Linked DNA regions of Sus scrofa: all the other regions are linked to region 5. A link is a contact called in public Hi-C and HiChIP or PLAC-seq data. All regions are on one chromosome and are shown on one strand. Each heading gives the region's core, a stretch centred on a gene start, on an enhancer-like site or on the middle of the called end of the contact. The rest is flanking DNA. Distances are from core to core; before and after follow the strand shown.

Region 1 (2,787 bases), core at 168-2,667, 380 kb before region 5:
ATGTTCTATATCTTAATATGATGTCATAAGTACATGCATTTGTCAAAACCTATGCAACGATACATTTAAGATTTGTTCATTACACTGTATATGTTACATCTAAACAGAAAAGTACAAAAATAAGTCTTCCTGTGATGATGTAAGATTTGTTATTTTCTTCTTGTACATATGTCCATTTTGCTTTATATATTTTGAGGCTATATTATTAGATACCTGCAAATTTAGAATACTGCTGGTAAATGGAAGGTTTTCTGTCTTTCACATACACATACAATGTGTTTCTCCACACTTACTCCTCCTATTGTATTCTAACCTAGCCTAGCCTAATCTCCCGTTTTCAGTGCTTTAGCATGTAGATCTGCGTTGCTGATTTGGGGCCAGGCTTACAATAAATCCTAGCAAATTCTAAGAGGGGCGCGTGCAGCCACAGGATTAGCTGCATGCAAAGAACTAGAAGTCCCTTCTTTGGTCACTTGGGGCATCCATACTTCAAGGGCTTCCAGCTCTGGCTTCTGCTCAGAATCCAGCCAGAATCTGTTCCAGTGTTCGAAGCAAATGCTCAGCCAAAACAAAAAGCAGCCCGAAGACGGTGAGGGGGTTGGGAATTTTGCAGGTGCTCACGCTCTAGACCAGGCGAACAAGAAAGGCTTGGTATGATGGGCTCAGATCTCAGAGGTTCCAGATATGGAGCGCCGCATACTTAACTTTGTAGTGGTGCGGCAGGTTGAAGGGCCAGGCCTGGGAGGAGGCGGAAGGATAGGGCTGGGGAGGTTGCTGCAGCCTCAGTCTCAGGAAGTAGGGGCTTAGGTAGCTGAGACTGCAACATGCTCGCTATTTTAAGGCTAGGCCCCTCTTACCTGCGAGGGGTGTAGAGCGAAGGCGCCTGCGAAGCACCCAAATTCCAGGTGGGAAAAGTTGATGCGGGAGTGGTGGAGAAGAGGCTTGTCTGTTGTTATCGCTGGGAGCTTGCACACTTGGACCCCACCACTATAAAGCTAATGAACCCAAGCAGCAAACACTGGGTTCATACACCCGCACTGTCACTCACTGGCGAGGTTCTACCCAACTCTGGGCTTTCATTGGTCAGGCGGAAAGTATCGCTAGCCGGATTCGTTGACTTCTGCCAGCTCTCAAGTCAATCAGAGTAGAATGTGAGGCACTCCCTTCCATTCACCCGCTCCACCTCGCGGGAGCCATGTTAGCTAGCGGGGTGCAAACCTTGCCACAGGCCTGAGGCCGCAACACAGTAACATCCCCAGTTTTCCTGTGCCACCGCCGTTTCCTCCTAACATGTTATTTCAATGAATAAAAATGCGCTCCCCCCATAAAAGAGTAACTCATTAGTATAATGTGAGAAGTCTGCGTTTAGGCGGCGAAGCGCAAAGGGAAAGAGGTGCCTTGTTCCGTCCGCCAACGCTCTACGCCAGCAAAGACTCAGTCCTGATTCCCACTATCCAGGAGGCTCCGGGGTTTCCCGAAGCGTGCGCGGGTTTTGAGTGACGTTTGGTCGCTCGCGGCCCCTGTAGCGTCCCTAGTTACCAGGCCCCTAGTAACCACCACTCCAAGCCAGGAGCCGCCGGCTTCCCCGCCCCAGGCCAGCGCGGGCGCTAAGGCCTCGGAGGCGCGGTAATGGCCGCCTCGCACCAAACTGCGAAGCTGGCGGCTGGCAGTCTCCAAACCCCGGTCAGTCCCAACACCGGAGCGCAGATTGCCCAGTACGAACGTAAAGACCCCTTAGAGTCCCTGTCTGCGGCCACGGCGGCCTTGGAGGAGGAGGAGGAAGAAGAAAAGGAGAAGGAAGAGGAGGAGAAGGCAGAGCGGCCGGCGCGGGCGCCGGTAATGCAGGGGCGGGACGTGGGCTGGGGCTGGGCTCAGGCGGGGTGCAGCTGGAGGCTGGTCTGCGACCCCAGTGGTGAGGCGCTGGCTGGGAAATGCGCGCACTATTCGGATCCTCCCTAACCTGGTGAGCCTGGCCCACTGCGTTCTCTCTCCTCCCACAGAAAATGCTCAAAATCGAAGCGTTGAAAAGTCTTTTAATTTTAGCCAGAGATGCAAAATTTTCTTGGAGATTTACGTTTCTCTATTTCTAGAGAGTGCAAAGTACAGAACTTTACTCCTTATGCTCCATCGTCTGTTGGGGGTAGATACAGCTTTTCTTTTTTTTTTTTTTCTTTTCAACTTGAAAATCGATCTCATAGAGGATAACCTATAAAACGGAAGGAAATCAGCTGTGCTGTCAGGTGTGTTTTGTTGTCACCTTGATGTCCTGGTTATTAGTGCATCTTAATACAATACATGAGAGATGGTTTTTAAAACCATCCAGAGTTTAGTGGGTCGATCAGACACAGATATAGTTAAGCCTCCAGAGAAGCGAAGTACTGAGGTTCCAATAAATTATGGTTCCTCAGGGTAGGGTGAGACAGTCTTTTCACTGATCAATTTTCAGTGTCAAATGTGTTGTGAACCCCTGTCCACCAGGTCAAGTCTGCCATCTGCTCTATTCACTTAAAAGGTGGGAATCTTGAATTTTACCTAGCAATCTGCATATATAAACCTCCTTAAACCCAGTTAAAGATTTTTTTTTTTTTTTTTTTTTGCTGCACCCAAGGCATGAGAAAGTTCTCAGGCCAAGGAATCAAACCCCTGCCATAGCAGTGATGACTGGAGATCCATAATCCACTGTCACAAGAGAGCTCCATAAGATTTTTAATACGTTTTGTCCAAACTTTTTCAGATTCAAAATGTTGTGGTCTAGGGCTGATAGAAATCACTGGATATTTTGGATTT
Region 2 (2,838 bases), core at 11-2,510, 420 kb after region 5:
GGAAAAATTTGAAGCTCAAATTGCAGTATTACTAGATCTACTCCTATTCATGATAGAACAAGAAAAAGGTATTTTTTAGGCGTTCCCTGGTGGCTCAGAGGGTTAAGGATCTGGTGTTGTCTCTGAAGTGGCCCAGGTTTGATCCCTGGCCAGGGAACTTCTGCATGCCACAGGCAAGACCAAAAACAAAAACCTCTTCAACGTGAAACATGTTATTTGCCAAAAATAAAACTTCTATTTGTTTAACACACTACACTTTTTAAGAACACATCTCATGTCCTCTCTCCCTTTCCCATAATGCTGGATTATTTAAATGTATTAATAAGACCAATCCAAGTAATTAAGACAAAATAGAGGTCCACGACTGGCATCTGCTTTTTCCGTTTTTTCAAATATAAAAATGGTCTTGCAGACAGACTTGTTTTCCTAGGCAGTGGAGGATAGTAAGTGGGGGTGGGGGGCGGCATCAGAGCAGGTCAAAGGCCTTTGGCATAACAGAGTGGGCTATAACACGGAGTCACCCAGCACTGGGGTATAAGCCTTGTGCCCTGGCTTTCCGACACAACTGAGAACCGAGGCAGCTGGCTTTCATTGTGAAGGAGCAAAGAAAACCACAGCTGAAACGCAGGATAACGGGATCAAAGCCCTGCAAACCTTCGGCCCAGGGATTACGGCGCGGCACATCCTCAAGGCACCCCAGTCCTTTTCAGACTCTCGGCCTCCCCCGCACGGATCGAAACTCTCTGGGTGCACAGCGAGCCGGGGGCGGACAAAGGAGCCTGGCGGGTAACGGGACGAGGCGGGGGCAGTTGCTGGGAAGGGACCCGGGCGAGGCCGAGCTTGCAGACTTTGGGGCTCCCTCAGGTGGTCTGCAGGCTTCGGGGCTCTGGAGCAGACAGGGCCGGCAGGCTGTGGGCTGCGTGTGGGGCGTTTGGGGGCACTTTGGGCGAATAGGATGCCGGCCCAGCTCAGCCCTCCTCTTAGGGAGGAGGCCATGGAGGGAACTTGCTAGGTGCCCGCGGTACCGCCTCTCGCCGCACTTCCCGCCCCTAGCCGGCACCTGAACCCCCTCGGCGTCTCGCTCACCTCCACAAGGCCGCGGCGACCTTCGCTGCGTCTCCTTCACCGGCAGAAGCCAGCACTGCCGGGGCCATGAAGACCCCACAACCCAACCCGCAAACCCGGCCGGGGCGTCCTAGTTAGCTGTCCTTGTTAGCCCACAGGCGGCGGCGGGGTACCAGCGCCAGGGGCGGGGAAACGCCGGATCGACCCCGCCCGCCAATCGCAGGCCAGCGCCTCTGCAGCGGAGCCAATGAGAGACGAGATCCTGCTGCGCGGGCGGGAGTAGAGAAGCTGCGGTGGTGAGCGGGCGCCGCGCCTAGCCTAAGCCTTTTTCTTCCCCGCCCCCCTCGCATTCACTCCCTCAGGCTTGCCGCAGTGCAGCGTTGCCATCCTTTCAGCGTCTTGTCTCTTAGCAACCACATGCCCCGACCCTGAACTTAGGTGATCAACTCTGAGTCCAGAAGAAAGCGGAGCATAGGGGAAGTAGAAGAACTCAGATAAAGAATGAATTAAAACCGTTGTTGGCTTTGTATAGCTCCTTAGGTCAAGTAGAATGGGAAAGTTGCATGATCTGAGGGACATGGAAAGTATTTGGGTGAAGCATTGTCTTCAGCAGGAAGCATCTCTTGAAAAATGTAAATAGCTGTGGGTTACACATTAAGTTTTCATACATTAATAGGTTCAGCAAGTATGAACATTAAAGTTAGGCAAGATTTGTACCACAAAGAAGCTAGTTAGGTAAATTCTTAAAGAGAAGCTATTTGGTCTCTACTCCCTCTCTTCCTTTTTTTTTAATATATTTTTTTAATTTTAATTTTTTAATTACTCAAATGAATTTATCACATCTGTAGTTGTGTAATGATCATAACAATCTGATTTCACAGGATTTCCATCCCCCACCCCCCAAACTATCTCCTCCAGAGACCATAAGTTTTTCAATATCTGAGTCAGCATCTGTTCTGCAAAGAAGTACAATCTGTCCTTTTTTCAGATTCTACATGTCAGTGAAAGCATTTGATGTTGGTGTCTCATTGTATGGCTGACTTCACCTAGCATGGTAGTTTCTAGGTCCATCCATGTTGCAAAAAATCCTGGTATTTCGTTCTTTTTAATGACTGAGTAATATTCCATTGTGTACCACATCTTCTTGATCCCCTCCTCTGTCAATGGACATTTAGGTTGTTTCCATGTTTTGGCTATTGTAAATAGTGCTGCAGCCCTGTCTTCCTTTTGTAATCAGATAGGTTAGGGGGTACCCAGAGAAACAGAACCAGGAATGGCTTTCTTGAAATAAGGGAAGCCATTTTGGTCTATGCCATTTTGTGATCTATGCCTGGCCACAATGCTTGCCCTTGAAATAATGATCTTAAGGGAACAAAGGAGTGCAAGAACAGAGAAAAGGCAGTGATAGAGCAGAGTCCTAGCTCCTCCTCAAGAGATATTCATAATGATCCGTCTTTGAGTTCTGCAGGAACTAAGGCCCCCACCCAGGTGTAGGATGGAATAATGATGTTAATCCTCCGGCCTTCAATCAACTAAGACTTGGACTCAGCCAATCTTTGCCCCAAGTCTATGCTGAATTTTCCTCCACTCAAGCACCTTCATGAAATTGCATGTGCCTTTACCTGAAAACTTATCCAATTTTGCTATTCAGGGAGACACTGCTTTGGGAAAGATCTTCATTGTTCTTACTTGGGGCAACCCAGTTTTCAGATAACACTTTCACATAAGCTTGAACTCAGTTGTGATGGCGGTGAGGCAGCTTAAGCCACAAGG
Region 3 (2,700 bases), core at 171-2,670, 460 kb after region 5:
CCTAGTCGGATTCGTTAATCACTGAGCCACGACGGGAACTCGGAGATTACAAGTTTTTTGTTCGTTTTGCTTTTTAGGGCAGCACCTGCGGCAAATGCTAGTTCCCAGGCCAGGGGTGGAATCAGAGCTGCAGCTGCTCGCCATAGCCACCGCCACAGCAACACAGAATCCAAGAGGCATCTGCGACCTACTGCTCACTGCAACGCAGGATCCTTAACCCACTGATCGGGGCCAGGGATCGAACTAGCATCCTCGCGGATACTAGTCGGGCTCCTAAGCGCTGAGCGAAAAGATTACGAGATTTTAAAACATAGCAGAAATACATTCCAGTGCGTTGGGAATTTGGGGTGGGTGGGGGTGTGAAGGAGAAAATAATAGTTTTATTGCTTTGTCACAGCTAACCCATGTCCTCAAAAAGCTGTGTCCCCCTGTTGGGGATTTTTATTTAGGTAAACCTACCACAGTAGGGATTTGACATTCGAGTTTTTCTTCCTTGAATTAAGATGTCCAGATCTACTCAACACAAAACACACAAGGCTGTGAAATTTCCTCTTTTATTCTATTTTAACTTTTTTTGAGCTGTAAATCTATTTAACATTGATTACAACAAAACAATATCTCACAGGCTTAGAAAAATCACACTCTATCTAGCACACAAAGGCCACTCATAGGCCTCAGTTCTCAACTCCTGCTTTAAAGTTGCTTTTCCAAAACTTCATTGCTTTACGTAAGCTGGAAAAGAATGCACTGTGTATAGGCTTGAGCTCCAGTTGCGTTAAATGTGACCTGCTGACTTTTCACCAACTTGAGAAATGGTTAAAGGCTTGAGACTTTGTTCCCTATCAAACCGGGGCTGGGCAAATGCCTCTCTGAGCAGCTACGAACCGAAAGTCTAACTCTTTAAGGGGAAGAAGGGTAGGGGTGGCGGAGGTAGAAGAGTCAAACAGTTCCGTCAGAGTGTCCCGCAAACAGAAGAAACAGCCGCACCGTTTCTTCCAAGCCCCGGGACCCAGAAGCCCCCTGGAAAACGTCGCTACCGAAAACCGCCGAGCCAGAAGCAACTATCCGACACTGAAATTCCCGTTGCTGGCGCCCCGGCAGCACCTCGACCCGCTTAAGGCTGGGGGGCGGGGTGGGGACTGGATGAGAGGGGGAGGGGACACCTCACCCCTAATAACGGCCTCAACCGCCCCTTACCAAGTGCCCGCTCCGGCCCACAAAACTCGTGGCCAGAAGAATCAAACACTCACTGGAAAGTGGGGCCAGGTCCCGGTCCCGGCCCGGCCCCCGGAATCCGGCGGGTCTCCCAGGGTTTAGGGGGAGGAGGCGGCTGGGACGCCATCTCCACCTCCTCTCGGCTGCCGCTCTGCACTGGGCTCTGAGCCGGGACTCTCCAGGCCCGGGGACACCATCCGTTTGCGCGCAAGGCACAACTTGCAGAGCGCGGAACCCTCCACCCGGCCTGTCTCTGCAGTCAGGTTGTGACTTGTGGAGCTTTGCGGCTGGGACTACAGTCTATTAGGATACCACTAATCCAGGGGAAGAAATGCTCTCTTTTTCTTTGACCTAGAAGGATTTCCATTCTAAACCCGATGAGGGTAGGAGCTTATCGATACTTCTGGCAGCGGCTACAGTATCCTAGACATCGGAGTCCCACGGAAGCTTATTTGGGACAAGTCCGGCTCCAGCCGGGAATAGTGCCCCACGCATTCCTGTCCCCGCGGGGCGGGGGGGGGGGTGCCGGTCTGTGTGGCAGCTCGACTGATTTCCCTGCAAACAGGTAGGGGAGACTCCACTCAGTCCTCGAGTTAGCAGCTGGTACTTTCTTTCTAAAGCTCATGTTTCCTCGGGGAACAGAATTGCTAGACGCAATTGGTGCGTTGTCTTTAGTCCTCCCCGTTCCCACTGGAGGGCTGGAAGGGGTTAAATCTCAGGCTCCGGCGTCGTGGGAGAAGGTGAGGTGGGGAGATTTGAAGTGAGGGGGTGCGGACAGGGTTCTGGAGAGGTGTGGATGGAGGAGATCGTTTCCCACCAGCTGCAGAAGCTTTGGTAGCAGGGCGGTGAGTCGGAAGTTTCTTGGACCTGACTTAAGGGGAGCAAGGCTTGCTTGGTTGGCCACAGGAAAGACTCGAGGTTAGATTTGGGGATGAACTTTCCAGAAATCTAGAGTGGATTCCACTGCTGAGTGTTTATCAGTGGCGCAATGAAGTTAGGAGTGCCTCCTTTGGAAATCCACACTCCACCCCCACCCCACAAGAAGAATGACCCCCTTCTGTATGGAAATAAGTTCGAAAAGATTACAGGATTAGACTCAGCCTGGTTATTTTGCTGCCTCCTTGACTGCAGTAGTTTCTGTAATCGTGTGAGAAAGGAAAATCCATCCTTTCCTCTGGTAAACTAGAGACGGGGCCATTGGTTTGTGGAGAGGGACTCCATCCCCGTAGGGATCTTAACACGTGGGAGAGGTTCTTTTGCAATGAGAAGTTCCAGTTCTTTGTGTAAACATGTAAACGAAAAGCAAACATTTTAAAGGTAACCAACAGCGAAAACCTTACAGTATGGGGTATATTTCTCAGGGCTTGCTTTCAAAGATAATAAATCTAATATGGAACAACTGATTTCTGATGTCTTATAAAAGCCTGTCATTTCAGTGCAGTACATCAAGGTGAAACTGCCTTAAGGCATAAAGTATTTTCTCCT
Region 4 (2,700 bases), core at 46-2,545, 320 kb after region 5:
TCCCAAGAGCAAGTCTTTGTTGTGGGCACAGCCTCTCCTTTCTCACTTCAGCTTTCAGTCACCCTTTTCCCTTTTTACAAGAGAAAGGTATGTATCTCCTCTGGCTATAACAACAGCACATCTCTCTGGGGTGTAAAATGTCCAGGGATGACACAGCACAGTGACAATTCAAGACATGGACATCAAGTTGAGAAAGCAGTAGCTCCAAGAAATTATCTTGAAAGTCAGATGTTTTCATATTCTTTCAATCAAATTGAGAAAGATGATAGATAATAATGTGATGATAGTACACAGTAATTTTTGGCATTAATTTAGGAGTCCAAAGAAATAACTGATACTGCTGTAATAGAATTTCTTCTTTTTTTTTTCTTCTGACTCAGTAAGGTGAACAAGTTTTTATAATAAAAAATTGAAATAAAATTGATGCTGAGTCCCAACCTTTTTGAGCTATCCTCAAAAATATAAGCCAATTGAAAAAAATCTACTCATTTCATTGACAGCATTTCCATAAAATGTTACTTCAATGTGATTTTGATCTTTTATGTTTGAATAATTACAATAAATCCACAAGACACGTTATCTTTTAGAGCCTTCTGGTCATGGGAAATGTAAACATTTTAATTTCATATACACTTTTTCCAAAGAAGTATGATAGGTAAACAAAAGACTTTGAAGATATATCAGGATAAAATTCTGTGGGGGAAGTGAATTAGAACTAGAGCTAACTTAAACAAAGGAGTGATGTACAATTTGTGTGCTAAAGATAAGCTTTTTAAATTGCTTTTGGTTTTTTAGTGAATGATGAATATCATATTTAGATGTACTGGATATTTTAAAGATTGATGTGGCAATGTTAAAACACCAACGTTTACATTATTCTGGAAATCACAGCCTTTGCAACTATGTAAACAATATGAAAAAATGTAAATGTTAAACTAAAAACATGCCAAAGGGGTACATAACTTTACAAAATTCTTCTAGGGTGTTGTAGGCAAAAAACTCTGAAGATCACTGCTGAGGAAAAATTCAGTTTTTGCTGAGAGGGAGAATAGAGAAACAGGATAGTGGCTGAAGGGTAAATGTTGGGTCAAGAGGGATGATTTAAAGTATGAGCTGAGGTGTTTCTAAGCTGACGAGAGTATAGGGGAGGAAAAATTCTTCTCTACCCTCATAGGGTCTCCAGCTGGGCCTTAGAATTTAACTGGCATTAAGAAATATTAGCAGGAGGAAAAAAAACAAAAAAAAACAAAAAACTGCTGGAGTTTCCGTCGTGGCGCAGTGGTTAACGAATCCGACTAGGAACCATGAGGTTGCGGGTTCGGTCCCTGCCCTTGCTCAGTGGGTTAACGATCCGGCGTTGCTGTGAGCTGTGGTGTAGGTTGCAGACGCGGCTCGGATCCCGCGTTGCTGTGGCTCTGGCGTAGGCCGGTGGCTACAGCTCCGATTCAACCCCTAGCCTGGGAACCTCCATATGCCGAGGAAGTGGCCCAAGAGATAACAACAACAACAACAAAAGACAAAAGACAAAAAAAAAAAAAAAAAAAATATTAGCAGGAGGAAGGCATACATATACATGGGACCATCACAAGAGAATGAAGATCCAAAGGAGTGACTAGATTAGAAAGCATTTATACCTTTTAGACAAAGAAACAATAAACTTATGAAGAAATGACAAGGCAAAGGGGTCTGGTCTAGGCACAGTAAATTATGGAAAGGTGGCTACAAGATAGATGAGGGCAGGGCAAAACAGATGAGTTATTTCAGTAAGTTTGTATATAGCGATCCACTTCAGCATCTATTCCCAGCCTATAGTGATAAGGGTTTTCTTCTCTTCCTGGTACAGGGAAGGCACATTTCTCATGGTAAATTTTATGGCCTGTTTTTCCAAACAATTGCTTAATTAGCCAAAAGTCCTTTTAGCAAGAAGCCCATCATTTCCCACTTGCAGAACACTCTTCCACAAACTGCCCAGATATTCCAGGGATGATGAGTTCTGTTTTTATTTTTATTTTTGTATTTTTGCTTTTTAGGCCACACCCATGGCATAAGGAAGTTCCCAGGCTAGGGGTCAAATCAGAGCTGTAGCCGCCAGGCTATGACCATGGCCCCAAAAATGTGGGATCTGTTAGGATGTATTTGCTTGCAAGTAACAGGAAATCCAATTCAACTGCCTGAAACAATAAAAGAATCACATTTTCTCACAAAAAGCCCTGAAAAGTCATTTAGCCAAAAAGTTACCCAAGCCCAAGACTTTAAGTTGTTCTCCTCTTCCATCTCTCAGTGTAGCAGCTTGGTTCTCTCTTGGTTCCACTCATGACTACAATGCAGTTTTAGCAACTCCAATCTTAATGTTCTGATATTACAACATCCAAAGGCCTGAAAGGGAAGAAAAGTACATCCCTTACTCATGCCTAGTTTTAAACATCGGGGAAATTTCCCAGAAGCTCCACAGTGGACTTTTCCTCACCTTTCATTATTCATAATCACATGGTCATTCTTAAATGAATCACTGGTAAGGGAACTTGACTCACCATTACTAGCCTGGACTAATCGAAATTCATCTTCTAGAAGTTTCCGTTGTGGCTCAGGGGAAACAAACCTGACTAGTACATGAGGTCAAAGGTTCCATCCCTACCCTTGATCAGTGGGTTAAGGCCAGCTTCCCTTGAAAGCATTTCACCGCTTAATACCTGAACAAAA
Region 5 (2,700 bases), core at 137-2,636:
AAAAAAAAAAATCAGAATGTGTCTTCTATACATCCTAGTACTTCATATTTATGGTAAGAATTGTCCTCATTTTCAAGAACTGTTATGGGTTCTCTCTAGTCTTAAAAAACATAGCTGACAGATACTTACAAATACTTATTAAAAGAATATATCAGTTACGAATGTGTTTGCTACAAGTAACGGAAATCTAAGAGTGGCTTAAGGAAAAAAGGTATTCATTTTTCTCACATAAAGGGTAGATAGTTGCTGTGCAATGCATCAGTTCAGCAAAGTCCTATACTTTATCCTCAACTTTAGGTTGGCTTTTACCGTTTGTGGTTTAACCGTTTTAAAAAAAAAAAATCAAACTGGGATGCTGCATTGAGTATCAAGGCCATGTTTCAGGCAGGGCACATCTGCTGAATTTGGCCCTTTTTTTTAGGAATGGGAAATTCTTTCCCAAAGACCCACTCTGCAGATTTCTGCTTACATTTTATTGGCAAGAACTCAAACAATATGGCCAACCCTAGAGAAATCATACTCGATGCTTTAAACCAAACACAAATAGTCCTTGGGGCTTCTCAGAGTCTCACCTGCGACCTGAAAAACAAACAAACACACTTGGGTTTGGAAAGAGATGAGGGGTGGATGGAATGGGCATTGGATGGGCAATGGCTGCTACAGGATCTAAAGTCTGAAGAAACCCATGTTTTGTGGGAAGGACGGGAAGAAAGGAAGATGATGGCACAATAGCTATAGCTTTTATGGATCACCTGCTCGGATGGAACAACTTAAAATAGGTTTAGCAAAAACTTTATAGCATTTATTTCAAGCGGCAGAACGGCAAAGAATACCGGGAAGGTGGTCCTGGCATAGAGAGATGGTGTGACCTAACCTCAACAAAACCTGTGCAAGAATTGCTATTAAGGCCTCCACAGCTGCTCTGGATACATATCTTATGAATATCATGTAGACTACTTCTGGACTTTTCAGTCATATCTCCATATAACGTAATGTTTATAGAAATCAAGAAGTTATCGGTGCAGGGGAGGGAAATTTCCCCAAAGCTGGCTAACTGCGCGACATTAAACTCCAGCTGAGCGCCCCCTTCCCTCCACCTGTTCTTCATCATCCCCTCCCCTTCTTAATACCCGACTTGTTTGCTCTTCGCCCGGGTGGATAATACGCTACTTCAGGTGAAGACTCGCAGCTGGGGAATTCGTAGGGGGCCCTCTTGCGTAAAAAGGAGGAGATGCCAAGCGAACACTCTTCGCTCCGCCATTTCTTGTCACATCAAGGTGTCTTTCTCCTCGAGGACGGATGAGCCGTACAGAGTAGAGAATAGCGAGAAACACGCCTGCAGGTTAAGGCGGCCCCAGGCTGTTCCATTCTCACAAAACCCTGAGGGGAGAGGGCCGCGTGCCCCCACCTGGGCTGCGGCATCTCCTCGGCCGGCTCTCCCGAACCCTAGCCTCCTGAACTTCAAAGTCCGGGAGGGGGACGGGACAAATCAGCATCAAGCCCGCCTCGGAGGCCCGGAGGAAAAATGGCGAAGCGCCGGGCGGGGGACAGGGAGGCGCGAGCGACCCGGCGCTCGCTGGGCCTCCGGGCCCGCGCAGTGGCCGCGGTGGGCGACGCCGCGCAACCGCGACCCGCTCGTTGTTCCGCCATCTTCTCCGACTCACCCGACTCCCCCCGCAGCGGCGCTGGCTTCGCGTTTCCCTTCCGGCCGCTGACTGAGATCCGGGCTGGGCGGGGTGGGCGAGCGCGCGGAGGGGGTGGACCGAGGGCGGGGAGGCCGGACGGAAGAGGAAAAGGAGGGCGGCGAGCCGGCCCCGGCGGGGTGTGGGGCGTGCGGCGTGTGTGCGGAGGGAGAGGTGGGAGGGCGGGAGGCGGAGGAATGAGAGCGCGAGGCACTACTCGTCGGCTCCTTCGCCCGGACGGAAAGAGCCGAGCGCAGTCCGAACGCTCTATTAAAATGGCGGCGGCGTCGGCGGTGGCCGCGGCGTCTGGTCGGTGAAGTGACTCTGCTGCTTCTCTCCCCACCCGCCCCCTCCCTCCCTCTCCCCTCCCCCGTCCTTCCCCCCCTTCCCCGCCGCCGGCGCCTCCGCGCCCCTCCGGCCTGCGCACCTCCCCTCGCCCCCCTCCTCTCCCCCGCCCGCTCCGGGGACCGCCGGCCCCCTCCCCCATTCTCCTGCTCCCCGCCCCGTCCCCACCGCCGCCCGCCCTCGTTGCTTCCCCGCCCCGCCGGCCGGCCGGCCCCCTCCTCCGCCTCTCTCCCCTCCCCCCGCCGGTCGGGATCAGTCAGTGCGATCCGAAGCGGGGGAGGGGGGGGCGGCGGCCGAACGATGTGCGAGAACTGCGCAGACCTGGTGGAGGTGTTAAATGAAAGTAAGTAGCCGCGGCGGCGGCCTGTCCGGGTGCTCGGTTTGGGGGTCCCCGCGTCGCTCTCCGGCCTCCCGGAGCTGCCGCGGCCTGCGGGAGGCGACGGCTGAGCCGGGCGGCGTGCGGGCCTAGCGCCCCGGGAAGGTGCGCGGTGGCGCGGCCGCCGCGGCGCCTCGGGCCCAACCCGGCCCAGTTACCTGGGCGCCCGAGTAGGGGCCGCGGCGGAGCTCTGGTTAGGCCGGGCCTGAGAGGTCTCAGCTCTCGGAAAGTTTCCTCATTACAGGTGTCAATTAACGAAGGCACTAATGAGCCTTCGCCTCCGTTGCCCTGCCGGGA

What was found. Hi-C and Micro-C count contacts between places; a contact is called where the count stands out from the background. HiChIP or PLAC-seq counts read pairs in DNA pulled down with a chosen protein or histone mark.
Region 1: an H3K27ac HiChIP or PLAC-seq map of alveolar macrophages shows a contact between it and region 5. The contact joins the promoter of FAM161A here to the promoter of USP34 in region 5. A contact is called at or near these places in 1 of 5 promoter capture datasets (liver), 1 of 47 Hi-C or Micro-C datasets (heart right ventricle) and 2 of 2 datasets of contacts at active chromatin or transcription factors (alveolar macrophages and skeletal muscle).
Region 2: a contact with region 5 is called in a Hi-C map of skeletal muscle, with 6 times the contacts expected there. The contact joins the promoter of KIAA1841 here to the promoter of USP34 in region 5. A contact is called at or near these places in 1 of 47 Hi-C or Micro-C datasets (skeletal muscle) and 1 of 2 datasets of contacts at active chromatin or transcription factors (alveolar macrophages).
Region 3: a contact with region 5 is called in an H3K27ac HiChIP or PLAC-seq map of alveolar macrophages. The contact joins the promoter of PEX13 here to the promoter of USP34 in region 5. A contact is called at or near these places in 1 of 47 Hi-C or Micro-C datasets (embryonic fibroblasts) and 1 of 2 datasets of contacts at active chromatin or transcription factors (alveolar macrophages).
Region 4: an H3K27ac HiChIP or PLAC-seq map of alveolar macrophages shows a contact between it and region 5. The contact joins the promoter of C3H2orf74 here to the promoter of USP34 in region 5. A contact is called at or near these places in 8 of 47 Hi-C or Micro-C datasets (alveolar macrophages, embryonic fibroblasts, fetal skeletal muscle and 3 more) and 1 of 2 datasets of contacts at active chromatin or transcription factors (alveolar macrophages).

Annotation. Positions count from the first base shown.
Region 1 is chr3:79,951,281-79,954,067 of Sscrofa11.1, forward strand. It overlaps FAM161A (protein FAM161A), which reads left to right and starts at 1,418. Exons shown (of 7, transcript XM_003354802.4): 1 at 1,418-1,836. The coding sequence starts at 1,630.
Region 2 is chr3:80,745,046-80,747,883 of Sscrofa11.1, forward strand. KIAA1841 reads right to left here and starts at 1,261. Exons shown (of 20, transcript XM_021087516.1): 1 at 1,087-1,261.
Region 3 is chr3:80,789,687-80,792,386 of Sscrofa11.1, forward strand. It overlaps PEX13 (peroxisome biogenesis factor 13), which reads right to left and starts at 1,421. Exons shown (of 4, transcript XM_003481205.4): 1 at 1,251-1,421. The coding sequence starts at 1,342. It overlaps PUS10 (putative tRNA pseudouridine synthase Pus10), which reads left to right and starts at 1,558. Exons shown (of 19, transcript XM_021087518.1): 1 at 1,558-1,780. The coding sequence starts at 1,593.
Region 4 is chr3:80,649,789-80,652,488 of Sscrofa11.1, forward strand. It overlaps C3H2orf74, which reads right to left and starts at 1,296. Exons shown (of 4, transcript XM_021087505.1): 1 at 1-1,296.
Region 5 is chr3:80,329,511-80,332,210 of Sscrofa11.1, forward strand. It overlaps USP34 (ubiquitin carboxyl-terminal hydrolase 34), which reads left to right and starts at 1,387. Exons shown (of 78, transcript XM_021087495.1): 1 at 1,387-1,991. The coding sequence starts at 1,526. It overlaps LOC102166164 (a long non-coding RNA gene), which reads right to left and starts at 1,724. Exons shown (of 2, transcript XR_002342704.1): 1 at 1,665-1,724; 2 at 459-579.